Linked DNA regions of Mus musculus: regions 2, 3 and 4 are each linked to region 1. The links are chromatin contacts, called in public HiChIP or PLAC-seq and promoter capture Hi-C maps. All regions are on one chromosome and are shown on one strand. Each heading gives the region's core, a stretch centred on a gene start, on an enhancer-like site or on the middle of the called end of the contact. The rest is flanking DNA. Distances are from core to core; before and after follow the strand shown.

Region 1 (3,134 bases), core at 239-2,738:
CATCCCAGAACACTAAGAACAGCAGAACGTCCCTCTGCTGCCACACCCTCTTCTGGTGCGAGGCACCCCCCACCCCCTCAAGGTTGCTAGAACATGAACAATACGACAGACATTCCTCTTACTTTGCAGACAAAGAAGTCGGTATCGGGCGGCTATTCCAAATCTCTGAGGCCTTGTCCCAGGTTAGAGCCTTGTGCTGGACGGCCTCAGACGTACAGGATTCCAGGCAGGGAGGAGTCAGAGTTCTCATCTCCTCTCCCTTCTCAAAGACATCTTCCCTGGATCGCTCAAGCACCCTCTCCTGGTTCGGTCTGTGGGGTTTCCAGGCCCGAGCAGGTGTGAAGTTCTAGATTCCGAACTTGGCTGAGTTTGTGGGGGTCCCATCAGCCCGTAGCCAGGAGTAGGAAAGAGGGAGGGACCAAAGTGAGCACACACCAGTGTGTTCATATTTAATTTACAAAGGAGCCTCAGAAACCCTGCCGGGTGGTCCCTTTAGATGCAGCGTTCTTCCTGCATCTCTCTGCGCCCCCCTCCCTAGCTCATTAAAATGCTTAACACTCAAATCGGGGTATTGATCTCTGCAGAGGCCCCAAACACACTGCCATCCAACCAAGACAGAAGACTGACTCTGATGAGGGCTGGGAGACCCCAGCACCCCAGTATTACAGTGTATATGAAAGAGAAGGAGGGGACTCTCTACACATCTCTCAAAATCTATGCCCCCTTACCAGTTCTGGCTAGCAGCTCTGTCTCCTGGGATGCCATAGGCGGGGGAGTGAGATGATGCATTTTAGTCAAATCCCTAGACATCCCTTGAAATTCTCCTGCTCATCGCTAAAAGAAATGTCCAGGGTTTGCCAAAGAGAACAGCGAGTCCCGAGTCTGCTGAGGCCAGCTGTTACATGAGGGTGTGAGATGGCAGGGCGGTGGCTGCTGCCTAGGCTTTCACAGTGTGTGTGTGTGTGGGGGGGGTGCGAGCATGCAGGGGTTGATGGCCAGCTTGCTAGAGATGCTGAGAGGATACTGAGGAGCGGGGTGGTGGTGCAGGAAATGCTCAGGGGTTGTAAGTCCCTAGTCCACAGCACTCAAGAGGAGCAAACGGTTTTTGTAACTATCCTGGTCCCTGTAGCCACTATTAGTGGGCAACCTTGGTGTCCTGTTAGCCCGCAGCAAGCAAGGGCAGAGTGAGACACTTGGGTGAGTTCAACCTAATGTTTTAGGAGCTCAGAAGACACCCACTCCACTGTGAGCACTAGGTAGCCCACGGGCAGTGGAGTGCACGCGCTGGTTTTGCCACAAAAGACCTGAGCGTGGAGTTCAGGCTCAAGAGGCTGAGCAGGGTCTGCGATGGGCTGGGGAGGTGGGCGTCTCCTCTCCGCGCACCCTGCAGGGCTGCGCCTACTAATCTGGCGAATTAGTCTGGCGGTGATTGGGGGTGGAGGGGAACCAGGATTTGTATCTGCCCAGATCCAGGCAAAATATGACAGAGAGGGTGAGGCGTTCTGCTAACACTATCAATTATGCATCGTGTTGAACGAAGCTTCGGGGAGGGGGAGGCTAGCAGGCGGCAGGAGGAAAAGGGTCCGGGAGAGCCAGGCAGCGCAGTTCAGCAGGTCCCACTGGAGGTCTTTCTGCGCCACTGCTTGCTTTGGAGAGGGGGGAAAAAAGTGTTTAAAGGCAAAGACACGCCCCTCCAGTCCTATGCTTTTCTTTCTCCCAAATTCCTCAAAGATGGTTTGTCTCACGTGTTGCGGGGCGTAGAACGGCTCGCATTCAATTAGAAGCGAAGCTCGCGGGCGCTGGCGGGACGGGCGCGTGAGGGTGAGTGAGCGTGGATATTTGTGTGCGCGCAAAAGAGAACGGTGAGTGTTTGAGTGAAGGTGTGCTTGTGAAAATGTGTGTGAAAGTAGGGAGAACTTAGCGCGTTGACGCGATTATTACATGTTGACGAGTAGTTCTAACCTGTGAAAGTCATGTGAAGATGTGTGTGTGTGTGTGTGTGTGTGTGTGTGTGTGTTGGGGAGGGGTTTGGAGACATAAGGAGGAATAGTGACAATGTCATCGAATGTGTAAATGTGGGGAGAAGTAGAAAATGGGTGCTAGGGGTACGGTGGGCTGGAAAGGGCGGAGCCTTGGGCTATGGGCGTATGGAGCCCCTTGAGACCGACAGGTCTCAGCCTGAGGTGAGTAGAGGATCTCTATGGCTTTAACAAATGTAAACGCAGCACGAGGTGGGAGACTGTGCGCGTTCCCGCCGAGCACGGGGGCGCGCGACCGCTCTCAAACCTGCAATCCTGGAGAAGTAGGGCGAACAGATAAGGAAAGAAAAAAATTGAAGTAGGACTTTGGGGCCAAGGGGAGTTCTTTCAATGCACTCCCCCTTTCTCCCCACCGCCACAGCAACAGATGCCAGAAGCTCCCTTAGACTGTCACCTGAGTCTGGAGACCGGCTCGCAGCCCCACAGCATCACACTGCAAGTCAGAGAGCAGCAGGTAAGCAGTGGAAGGGCCCCACAACCTCAGTCCACAGGGTCGATCCAGCCTAGTCAGGGTTGGGTGGCTGTCTGGGAGGAACAGGGAAGGGAGGTGCCTCCTTTAGGAGCAAAAGCAAGAAGGGACCCGCTAATCTCAGAGACAGGGTGTAGGAGAGGGTCTTCCAAGACTGACAGGACCCTCAAGTTGGGGCAGGGAGTCTGTGTTAATATATTTGTATGTCTAGAGACAGGGGATGCACTCAGGCGTCTTAAGGCTCTAGAGGGAAGTATAGAACCTTGGACTGTCTCCAGGCTTATTAGCTAGAGACTGTTCCCTAAAAACCTGTGGGCAGAGGGATTCGCCTGGGCTCTGTGAATCCAAAGAGGAAGCTTTATTGACTGTTTCCACAACATGCCTGCTCTAGTCAGGGGGTAGGATTTTCTTCTCAGAGGAAAGCATGGTTGAGCAGTTGTGACTTCCTGAGGGGAGCTGCAGCCCAGGGCAGGGAGGTGAGAAGGCAAAGTGGGTGGAGGCTGCCTAGATCCCCCACACCACACCTCACAAGTTCTCCATGTTGCATCGGCTAGGGGTTCGGTCTCAGAGTAGGGCAGTGTGGCACCTATGTCTCTGAGTGTGGCTGGTTCACATGAGGACTTGTG
Region 2 (3,134 bases), core at 213-2,712, 490 kb after region 1:
GCATCAATGAATTTAGCCAGTCTACTACTATAAACATTGGAATTATTTCAAGTTCTGAGTTCCATTTTAAGTAGCATTTTATATGGGTTCTTGTTAATATTACACAGAAAAATCTGAGATGAAACTGCATTTGCCTTTATTAGAAACTGTCAGTCAGGTGTGTTGTGTACATCTATAATCTCAGAAGTCCAGAGGCTAAAGCAGGAGCATTACTCGGTAATAGGGGACCCAAGTGGCCAAATGTCTCAGTAACATCAAAACCAGTAATCCTGGTAGTCAAAGAGTGAAGGCCTTTAATCCCAGCACTCTGGAGGCAGAGGCAGGAGGATCGTTGTGAGTTCCGGGCCAGTTTGACCTACACAGACAATTCTACAGGTTCTCACTATGTAGCTCTAACCTAGAACTATATACTGAGTGCCTGTCACCAAAAAAAGGTCATTCTTTGCAACTACTTTTACTTCAGAGAAACCAAAAACTAAGAATTTTGTGCCCAAACAAAACAGATACATCATTCTCTTTAAAAAAACAAAAATCAAAAAACAAAAAACTGGGTTCCACCTGAGGGTTCCAGATGAGCCACGAATAACTCGGGGATAGTCATTTTGATTGTGGAAAGATTAAGGGTCCTTTTAACTCTGCAACGGGGAGACTGAAAATCAACTAAAGTTGATGAAGACTATTCCTCCAACACACCCCAACACTTAAAACCACAGATCAAGTATTACTAATATCTGCAGTCACAACACAGAAAGGATAACTGCGGCAGTGCATCGAGGGCAGCTAAGTGTGCGTGCGCTCTGGCAGGGCATCACTATCTCTAGTCCCACACCCCAGTCCTTCACAAGTTACACAAGTTCTCATCTACTATGAGGCACTCGCACGACTGGCTATTAACCTCACTGGTCAAAGAAAATGAAGGCAAAGAGCAATGGCTCTTTGAGAAGTCACAGTGGCAACCAAAGCGGGCTTGAGACAGACCAAGCCGTTATTGCCTCCAATCCGAATCCTTGGGCTATACCTAACCCAGTGAGTACCCCACACGCCCGCACGCGCGCACCCCCACAATTTCTGCGCGGGCGCGCGCGCGCACACACAAGGTTCTTGAGCGCGCACGCATATACACACACACACACACACACACACACACACCCGCGCACACACACACACACACCCGCGCGCGCACACACACACACACACACCCGCAGCTCCTGTCCGCCAATATAAAGATCTACAAGGCCGGGAAGCCTGCAGCCTAACAAGCAAACCGAGCTGACCACCCGGAAGCGCCAGCCAACGGGCACCCGCGAACACGCAGCCTTCCTCGTGCTCACCTCCCCGCCGCCTGCCCCCGCCTGCGCTGCACAGCACACCAAGACGACCTCGCTCGCCAAAACCCCACCGAGGGGCTTCACGCCCACCGCCACAGACACAGAAGCAGCCGCCACCTCCGCCGGAAACGCCCCCGCGTCTCGGCCTACCCGGAGTGATGTCACTTCCGTTGACACAGGGCGGAGCCAAGGGGCGGGGCTCCCGGGAAATTTGAGAGCTTGGGGTAATGTTAAGGGTTGATGGACAAGGCAGCTAAGATGTTTTCTGTGTGTGAAATCTGAGTGGAGTAAGAAAGAGAATGGGAGGAAGGAACTATGCTGGCTAGTTTGTCAAATTGACACAAGCTAAAGTTATCTGAAAGGAGGGAACCTCAAATGAGAAAATGGCTCTATAAGATCTGGCTGTAAGTAAGCCTATGCAATATTTCTCTTAATTTGTGACTGAGTGGGGAGGGCCTAGGCTATTGTAACTGGGGCCCTCCCTGAGCTGGTAGTCCTGGGCTTTTTTTCCTGAGAAAAAAGGCTGTGCAAGCATGGGGAGCAAGCCAGTAACCCACACTCTTCAGTGGCCTCTGTACCAGCTCCTGACTCCAAGAACCTTTCTTGATGAATAGTGATATGGAAGTGTAGCTGAATAAACCCTTTCCTTCCCAAATTGATTGTGGTCATGGAGTTTCATCTCAGCAATAGAAATCCAAACTAAGATAAATTGGTACCAGGAGTGGGGTATTGTGAACAGACCAGATCATGTTTCGGAAGGACTTTGGAATTTTAGGCTAGAAAAGCCATGAGAGCTCAGTGAGCTGTTCTGTAGGAGACTGGAAGTTAAGAATGTTGAGAGCACTGCAGATTGCCTGGCTTGTGAAGTTTCGGAGGAAAATTTAAAGACTATTGGGGCCATTTGTTATTTTGAATTAAGATTCTGTGGTTCCAGCCGGGCGTGGTGGTGCACGCCTTTAATCCCAGCACTCGGGAGGCAGAGGCAGGCGGATTTCTGAGTTCGAGGCCAGCCTGGTCTACAAAGTGAGCTCCAGGGCAGCCAGGGCTACACAGAGAAACCCTGTCTCGAAAAACCAAAAAAAAAAAAAAAAAAAAAAAAAAAGATTCTGTGGTTCTGGCTAGGTGGGGCTGGAGAAATGGTTGCGCTTAACAAGAACTACATAGTGAAACTTTTGCCTTGCTGAGATACTCAATACTGTTTGACTAGAGGTGAGAAATTAGTGGTGCTTACGAAAAGAAAAACATTGTTGAGGTGAAATCTCTTTCATTTTTTCTTCTTGGTTTTTCAAGAGAAGGTTTCTCTATGTAGCTCTGGAACTTGCTCTGTAAATCAGGATGGCCTCTGCCTCCCAAGTGCTGGGATTAAAGGCATGCATGCACCACCACTGAGCATGGTTAAATCTTATGGGGAGTATTTCTGAGCACACCAAGAAAGAAAGAGAGAGGGTGAGGAAGGAGGGAGGGAGGAGAAAGAAAATAAGAGAAAAGAGAAGCTGGAGAGATGGCTCAGAAGTTAAAAGCATTTCCCACAACTGTCCATAACTCCAGTTCTAAGGGATCTAACACTCTCTTTTGACCACTGAGAGGACCAGCATGCTTATGGTGTACATACATACATGCAGGCAAAACATTCAATACACATAAAATAAATCCAAAAACAAAGTTAGAAATGTTTATGAGCTCATGGCTTCAAACACACTTGAGGGGTTTTAATTTATGGGAAAAAAATTTTAGTCAGTTTGTTGCTATGCAGCCCTAACTAGACTCAAACTCAAAGAAATCCTCCTGCCTGCACTCTGAAATTAA
Region 3 (3,134 bases), core at 476-2,975, 370 kb after region 1:
AGATTTCTGAGTTCGAGGCCAGCCTGGTTTACAAAGTGAGTTCCAGGACAGCCAGGGCTATACAGAGAAACCCTGTCTTGAAAAATCAAAAATAAATAAATAAATAAATAAATAAAATAAAACCATATAAAAGTCGGCTGCTGCAGCCATCTTCCAGTAATTGGCCAAAATGACGAACACAAAGGGAAAGAGGAGAGGCACCCAGTATAAATGTTCTCTAGGCCTTTTAGGAAACATGGCGTTGTTCCTTTGGCCACGTACATGCGAATCTACAAGAAGGGTGATATTGTAGACATTAAGGGAATGGGCACTGTTCAAAAAAGAATGCCCCATAAGTGCTACCATGGCAAACCCGGAAGAGTCTACAATGTCACCCAGCATGCTGTGGGCATCATTGTAAATAAGCAAGTTAAGGGCAAAATTCTGGCCAAGAGGATCAATGTGCGGATTGAGCACATCAAGCACTCGAAGAGCAGGGACAGCTTCCTGAAGCGGGTGAAGGAGAACGATCAGAAGAAGGAAGCCAAGGAGAAGGGCACCCGGGTGCAGCTGAAGCGCCAGCCTGCGTCAACCAGAGAAGCACACTTTGTGAGGACTAACGGAAACTGCTGGAGCCCATTCCATATGAATTCATGGCCTAGTGGACAAAAAAGAAATAAGGGACCAGGACTGCAACAAAACAAAACAAACAACAACAACAACAAACCATAAAAGTTTTCATCAGGAACTGAGATGGATTAGTGAGTTAAGAGCGTGGCGCCAAAGAATAAGGGTCTAAATTTGGATATCCAACGCCTCAGTAAAAAGCCAGGTGTGGTGCACACCTGCAATCCTAGCATTTCAGAAGTAAAGACAGGATTCCTGGAGCTTGATGGTCAACTACTTTTGCTAAATAGGTGAGCTACCTTCTAACAAGAAAGAAAAGAGGGGAAGGGAAGGAAGAAGGGAAGGGACAAGAAAAGCCAGTGGCAATAAGTTCTAGGTTTTGGCTGGGATTGTTTTAAGACCCAAAACTAAGCGAGCCATAGACTCTGGATCAAGGATGATGGTCAGTTGGGAGAAAGGTAAAACAAGGAGGTGCATGCATAAATTCACAGAAGTTCCCCAGAGTTAGGAGTCCCAGAAGACAAGGTTTTGTTGTTTTATTGTATAAGCGGTGCCAGGATTCAGCTTCTACCTTTGGAACCTGAAGAAAGAAAACATTAACCCCTGTGACGAGGTGAGGTTGGGGATGGATAGAGGTGGTGTTCCAGAACAGGAAAATTTCAATCCAAAAAGTGAAATTTAGAAAAAAACTAATAAAAGGCTGGAATGCTTCATTAAGACTAGCTGAAAGTTAGCACTCTTTATTCCTTTCTTTCACTTATTACAAACAATTCACAACCACGGCAGCCAGAAACCCGTGTGCTGTAGTCAGTCCTACTCTTTTCAACTCCCCGCGAAAGCACTCACACCGGAACTCCTCTGAGTCCGTGCTCTCCCATTGGCCGAAGCCTCCGCCCGCCTTAAATGGCTTCCGCCCACGGCTTCAACCAGAGGGCGGTCTCTAGGAGTCACTTCCGTCTCGCACTACCCACCCACCCCCACCTCGTTCCCTTTTTAGCTGCTTCCGGCCTCGGGCCCCGCCCCCCACCGTGGGGCCCCGCCCCTACCTGCCCCTCCCCCGCCCCGGGCTGACGGCCGGGCCCCGCAGCACAGCTTCCGGTGCGGGCCCCGCCCCGGCTGTGGCCCCCAGCTGCGGAGGAGTAGCAGGCTCAGCTGCTACGCTGGGGTCTGAGCGGCTGCCTCCTCCCTACCCGCGAGCCCGGAACGCTGCACATAGGTGAGCGGCGCGGGTCGTGGTTCTTTCTGCCGCGGCGGGAGAGGGGCTGTGGCAGGTGGAGGGGACCGAAATGGGAGCCGAGGCAGGTGTGTAGGGGAGACGCGGGCTAGTGAAGCCGGGGTCCGCTGAGAAAAAGTGAGAGCATCGGGAGGAGCCCCGTCCTCCCGGTGTCCAAAGGAGTGGTTTGAGATAAAGAGATGGGAAAGGTAAGGGACCCCCCCCCCCTTTTGGCAACCGCAGAGCGAGCTTAGATGGAGTAATTAGAGAAGAGCCGGGAGATTGGCAAAGGGGGCTTGGTGGAAGTAAAAGTGATAGGGCTCCATTGGGTGGGAGGTAAAGAATGGAAAGAGGGGTCGAAGAGGGTCGGGGACAGAGCTGGAAACGAAGGTAAGGGAAATGGTCACCAAGGCCGGGCTCAAGCGGCAAGCAGTCCGTTGCTCTCGGTTTGGAGGTCCGGGAAGTTTAAAAAACCCGAGCGAGGGATGGAGAGATGAAGTTAGATTTCGGAGACGTAAATTCTCTAGATGTTAGTAGTATTGTTTGAATCCTTGGCTGCTTAGGGATTGGGATGAGATGGACTCTTCGGGAGGATGTGCCAATTGAGTTGTAAAACGGAGTCATCTCTGTCTTAATAAAGACGCTATCGGACACCCCTCTCCCTTGCTGAGGAAAGCCTACCGAGAAGATGGTGCCAACCAGAAAAGAAGCAGTTGTACTATGACTGGCAGGAGTTGGTTGAAATATTCCAGTTGTGTTGTTTGACTTTAAAGATTATACGAATATTTCTAAATGACCAGTGAATTGCTTGCTCTTCTTTTGTGTGCGTTTTGTTTTGTCCCCAACGGGGTTTTTATTTTAAAGGAACAATTTTGCCAACTTTCAGGCTTCCCTACAGAATAAGAACTAAAGCAGAAAGAAAGTATTGCTGCAGGCATAACTTATACTTTCCAAACTGCCAGGAGGAGGGACAGGCAGTAAGGGGCCAATTGGAATTGGAATCTTTTATCCGCCTATGAAAGCTACAACCAAGTGCTTCTAAGAAACAAAATGAGATTTGTCTAGCATGGCTCTGGTTGGTTTTTGAACTCCCCGCCTCCCCAGCTTTAAAAATTATACTCTTTAAACGTGTAAAAATTTATATAAATCAAAGCCATTTTTTTTTCTTGTTAGAGATTAGTTCTCCCATGAATTTTTGAAGATGGTAAAAGGTTACATTTTCTTATCTTCCAACTCAATCCTAAAACACTGGGACAATGCAAATATCAAGTCCCAACCTGCACAGTGCCGCTTCCCCTTTCATGTGGCAAACAGA
Region 4 (3,134 bases), core at 332-2,831, 290 kb before region 1:
TTCGTCTGCCTCCACGGAGCCCCCCTCGGCCGGGCAGAGCTCCACATTTTAACGGCCCCCCAGCCTACCCTGGCCTTGGGCGGCCCTCACCCAGCCCCTGCAGCCTGCCACTCCACCTACTCGCCTCTGGGTGGGGGATGGAGCACCCAGAGGGAGACAGAGTCTGACAGGGTGGGAGGGGGGTCAAGGTGAGGACACAGGAGGGCAAGGGGAGGGGCCTTAGGGCCCAAGAACAGCTTCCAGGACTTGAAGTGCCTATGGTGTACAGAGCTGATCTTTGCCCGAATCTGGATGCGGAGGCAGGGGGATGATTCTGCAAGGACTAAGGGTAAGAGATGCCCTTGGGATGGGGGAAGGCAGCAATCCCCTCGCAACTCCTAGGCAGTTACAAAGGCAGAGGTCTCTAGATGCAGCTGAACCAGCACAGGGACGGTGATCAGGATCTTCCAGATGTGGAGGGGGCTCCAGATGTGAACAGCACTGGAGAGGGAACTGGATTGGAGGAGGGCAGCCCCCTGCAGAAAGAGCGAGCCTGGCGTCAGCCCTCCCAGGCTGCTGCACCAGCCTGCTGCTGCTGCCTCCCTCTTCTCTCTGCCTGCACCCTCCTTCCTAGCTGGAGATTTATTTATTTATTTATTTATTTATTTATTTAGTGGGGAGGGGTGGTGGAGGCAGATAGTTTTCAACACCCTTCTTCAACAGAAGAGTGGAGGAGCCCCTGTTTTAGAGGAATGAGCCCTTAGCCTCCTCTGGAGCACTCTAGCCGTGGTGCACCCCCCGCCCCCAGCCACCAACCAAGCTTGGCCAGACTGGTTTAGCACAGGGCCTCTCCAGCTCTCCAACCTTCTTTCAATGCCCACAGGGTGCCCTCCTTCCCAGAGGACCCTTTCTCCCCCAACCCCGCCTTCCCTCCGAACCCTCCGAAGCTGGACTCCCCTACTCACCAAGGGTGGGGGCAGTGGCCTTTCCTCTAAGCAGTGTCGGGGCCGAGCCACAAGACGAGGTTGGGGGGCCCCCAAGGCTCCCTAGGGCGGGCTTCTCTCTCTGGACCCTTCGGCTCCTGGCCTCAGGAAGGTCTTCCGAGCGGTGACCGGAGACATCTGGGCGGTGGGAGGGGGCGGGGCCTCCGCGCTCCGGGGAAGGGGGCAAAAAAAAAAAATCCCCAAAAATCTCCTCACCACGCTCGCCAGGCTCCCGGTCGCGAGGGTCCGGCGAGCTCGGAGGCCCCGAGGCCACAGGTGACCCGAGCCGAGGTGACACCGGTCCGGTCCAGGCGACTAAGCCAAAGTCGGAGGGCTGGGGAGGGCGCCGGGATCCCCTCAGCCCACGCCCGGCATTCCCCGGGCTCCACAGGGTTCGCGATTCTCTCTGTCCATTCTAGATGGGCAGGTCTGAGCCCCTCCGGGGTCTGTCCTGCCTTTGCCTTGCTCTGCCCTTCCCGAGCTGGCACTGCTAGGTGTCCGGGGTGTACTCAGCCGGGACCCAGAATGTCCGTGCTCCGGCCCGGGCGACGTCTGGAGCGGCCGCAGAAACCGCTCAGTCCAGCCCGGCAGTCGGCTCCATCAACGGTGGGGAAAGTCCGGATTCCTTCGCGTCTCGGGGGAGGGGAAGCAGCCGTGGCCAGGGGGACCCGGTGTCGAGCACAGCGGAGATGAGTGCACGAGGTCGGGGGGGCCTCAGCACGGCGGGGCTCAGCCGAGGAAGCAAAGGAAAGCAGAAGGGGGCGAGCGAGACGCCAGGGAGGCGATGGAGGAGGCGCGCCGGGCCCGGCCAGGCACACCGGGCGCGCAGCCTCCGCTCGGCTCCACCGCCTCCAGCGCGCTCGCTCACGGCTCCGCGCCTCGCGGCCCGGGGCGCCGGGTAGCTGCCGATGGGGCAAACGAGGCACCGGGGCTGCTCGGGCCTTTCTCCCCGGCTGCTTCGCCCTCGCCCTGCCCTGCCCTGCCCTGCCCACCCGGCTCCGCGGGCCTGGCCCGCTTACCCCGAGCGCCGCCGCGCCCCGCCGGACTGGCCGCCCGGCCGGGCGCAGGCTCCCTCAAAGGCCGCCGGGCTCGCGCGGCTCCGCTCGCCTCGGCGCTGGCAGTGAAGGGGCCGGCCCCGCGCGCCGGGAGGGAGCTTTTAAAGCGACACACACGCCTCCCAGCGCCCAGAACCGAGCGCGCGAGCCGGGGGGTCTCACCACCCTAGGGAGCGGGTTGGACTGGGCGCCAGCGGACCTGGAGGAGAACTAGCCCGGCCACTGCCCGCTGCCCTGGGCGCACAGAGGCCCAGACTTGACTCCAAGTTCCTTCACCTCCTTTTTACACAATCCCTTGACCCTCCTCCCCTCACGGTGGTGCGTCCCGGGGTTCCCCTTCTGGCTGTTACCCTCCTCTGCCATCATACCTCAAACTGTCCCAAATCTTGTGTCAGTTCAGTAAATAGAATCCAGCCAACCTTTACTGAACACCTATTGTGTGCCACGCTCTGGCCGAGAGGGAGGGCAGAGTGGGTGCTGGGCTGTTTCTGAAGGTTCTGTTCCCCTAGTTCTTCACCTAAGTTTTCAACATATTTTTGTTCTCTCTCTCTCTCTCTCTCTCTCTCTCTCTCTCTCTCTCTCTCTCCCTCCCTCCCTCCCTCCCTCCCTCCCTCCTTCCTTCCTTCCTTCCTTCCTTCCTTCCTTCCTTCCTTTTCTTTCAGGCCCTGTTGAGGAGGAAATATCGAGGAAATTTCCCCATGAGGACATTCTTGAGTAAACTGAAGGGTGGTGCATGTAGTTCTAGGAGCGTTGCTAACTTGGCAGGTATGGGGTAACTAGGAGGAAGCACAGGCCACCCCCACTCCCCCAAGTTCTTCCCAGGAATTCAACCCTTGAGCTGAATCTTAACAGAAGATTCAGTGGGAGTCCCGGTGACCGGTGACCTTGCCCTGGGGAAGGGAGGAATCTGCTTCCTAGAGGGAAGGAAGATAGGGGGAAGGAACCACTCAGGAGCAAATGTGGGGGAGGGCAAGTTTCAGTCTAAGTGGCCCTGTTGGTGCCACTGGGAAGACTGTATGAAGTGGAACAGAGAAAAACCAGATCAGGAAACAGGAGGCTGTGGACAGAAGCTTGGAATTTAGACCTGGTGGTGGTGGAGTACACCTTTAATCGCAGC

Evidence for each region. Promoter capture Hi-C pulls out the DNA fragments that hold promoters and counts their contacts. HiChIP or PLAC-seq counts read pairs in DNA pulled down with a chosen protein or histone mark.
Region 2: a contact with region 1 is called in a promoter capture Hi-C map of erythroid cells, with 2.7 times the contacts expected there. The contact joins the promoter of Edc3 here to the promoter of Islr2 in region 1. A contact is called at or near these places in 8 of 39 promoter capture datasets (the C10 cell line, cranial neural crest, embryonic stem cells and 5 more), 4 of 115 datasets of contacts at active chromatin or transcription factors (extraembryonic endoderm stem cells, large pre-B cells, memory CD8 T cells and 1 more) and 1 of 9 other capture datasets (embryonic stem cells).
Region 3: a contact with region 1 is called in an H3K27ac HiChIP or PLAC-seq map of embryonic stem cells, with 2.7 times the contacts expected there. The contact joins the promoter of Arid3b here to the promoter of Islr2 in region 1. A contact is called at or near these places in 12 of 39 promoter capture datasets (the 3T3-L1 cell line, 3T3-L1-derived adipocytes, HPC-7-derived erythroid cells and 7 more), 12 of 484 Hi-C or Micro-C datasets (the C2C12 cell line, the G1E-ER4 cell line, cortical neurons and 6 more) and 4 of 115 datasets of contacts at active chromatin or transcription factors (bone marrow-derived macrophages, embryonic stem cells and pancreatic cancer cells).
Region 4: a contact with region 1 is called in a promoter capture Hi-C map of embryonic stem cells, with 3 times the contacts expected there. The contact joins the promoter of Insyn1 here to the promoter of Islr2 in region 1. A contact is called at or near these places in 7 of 39 promoter capture datasets (the 3T3-L1 cell line, embryonic stem cells and stem cell-derived epiblast-like cells), 10 of 484 Hi-C or Micro-C datasets (all in embryonic stem cells) and 2 of 115 datasets of contacts at active chromatin or transcription factors (both in embryonic stem cells).

Annotation. Positions count from the first base shown.
Region 1 is chr9:58,200,639-58,203,772 of GRCm38.p6, reverse strand. It overlaps Islr2 (immunoglobulin superfamily containing leucine-rich repeat 2), which reads left to right and starts at 1,488. Exons shown (of 3, transcript NM_177193.5): 1 at 1,488-1,821; 2 at 2,401-2,493. It also overlaps the pseudogene 1600029O15Rik.
Region 2 is chr9:57,706,897-57,710,030 of GRCm38.p6, reverse strand. Edc3 (enhancer of mRNA decapping 3) reads right to left here and starts at 1,462. Exons shown (of 7, transcript NM_153799.3): 1 at 1,332-1,462.
Region 3 is chr9:57,835,370-57,838,503 of GRCm38.p6, reverse strand. It overlaps Arid3b (AT rich interactive domain 3B (BRIGHT-like)), which reads left to right and starts at 1,725. Exons shown (of 9, transcript NM_001379353.1): 1 at 1,725-1,822. It also overlaps the pseudogene Gm7547.
Region 4 is chr9:58,487,050-58,490,183 of GRCm38.p6, reverse strand. Insyn1 (inhibitory synaptic factor 1) reads right to left here and starts at 1,581. Exons shown (of 3, transcript NM_176921.4): 1 at 945-1,581; 2 at 1-515.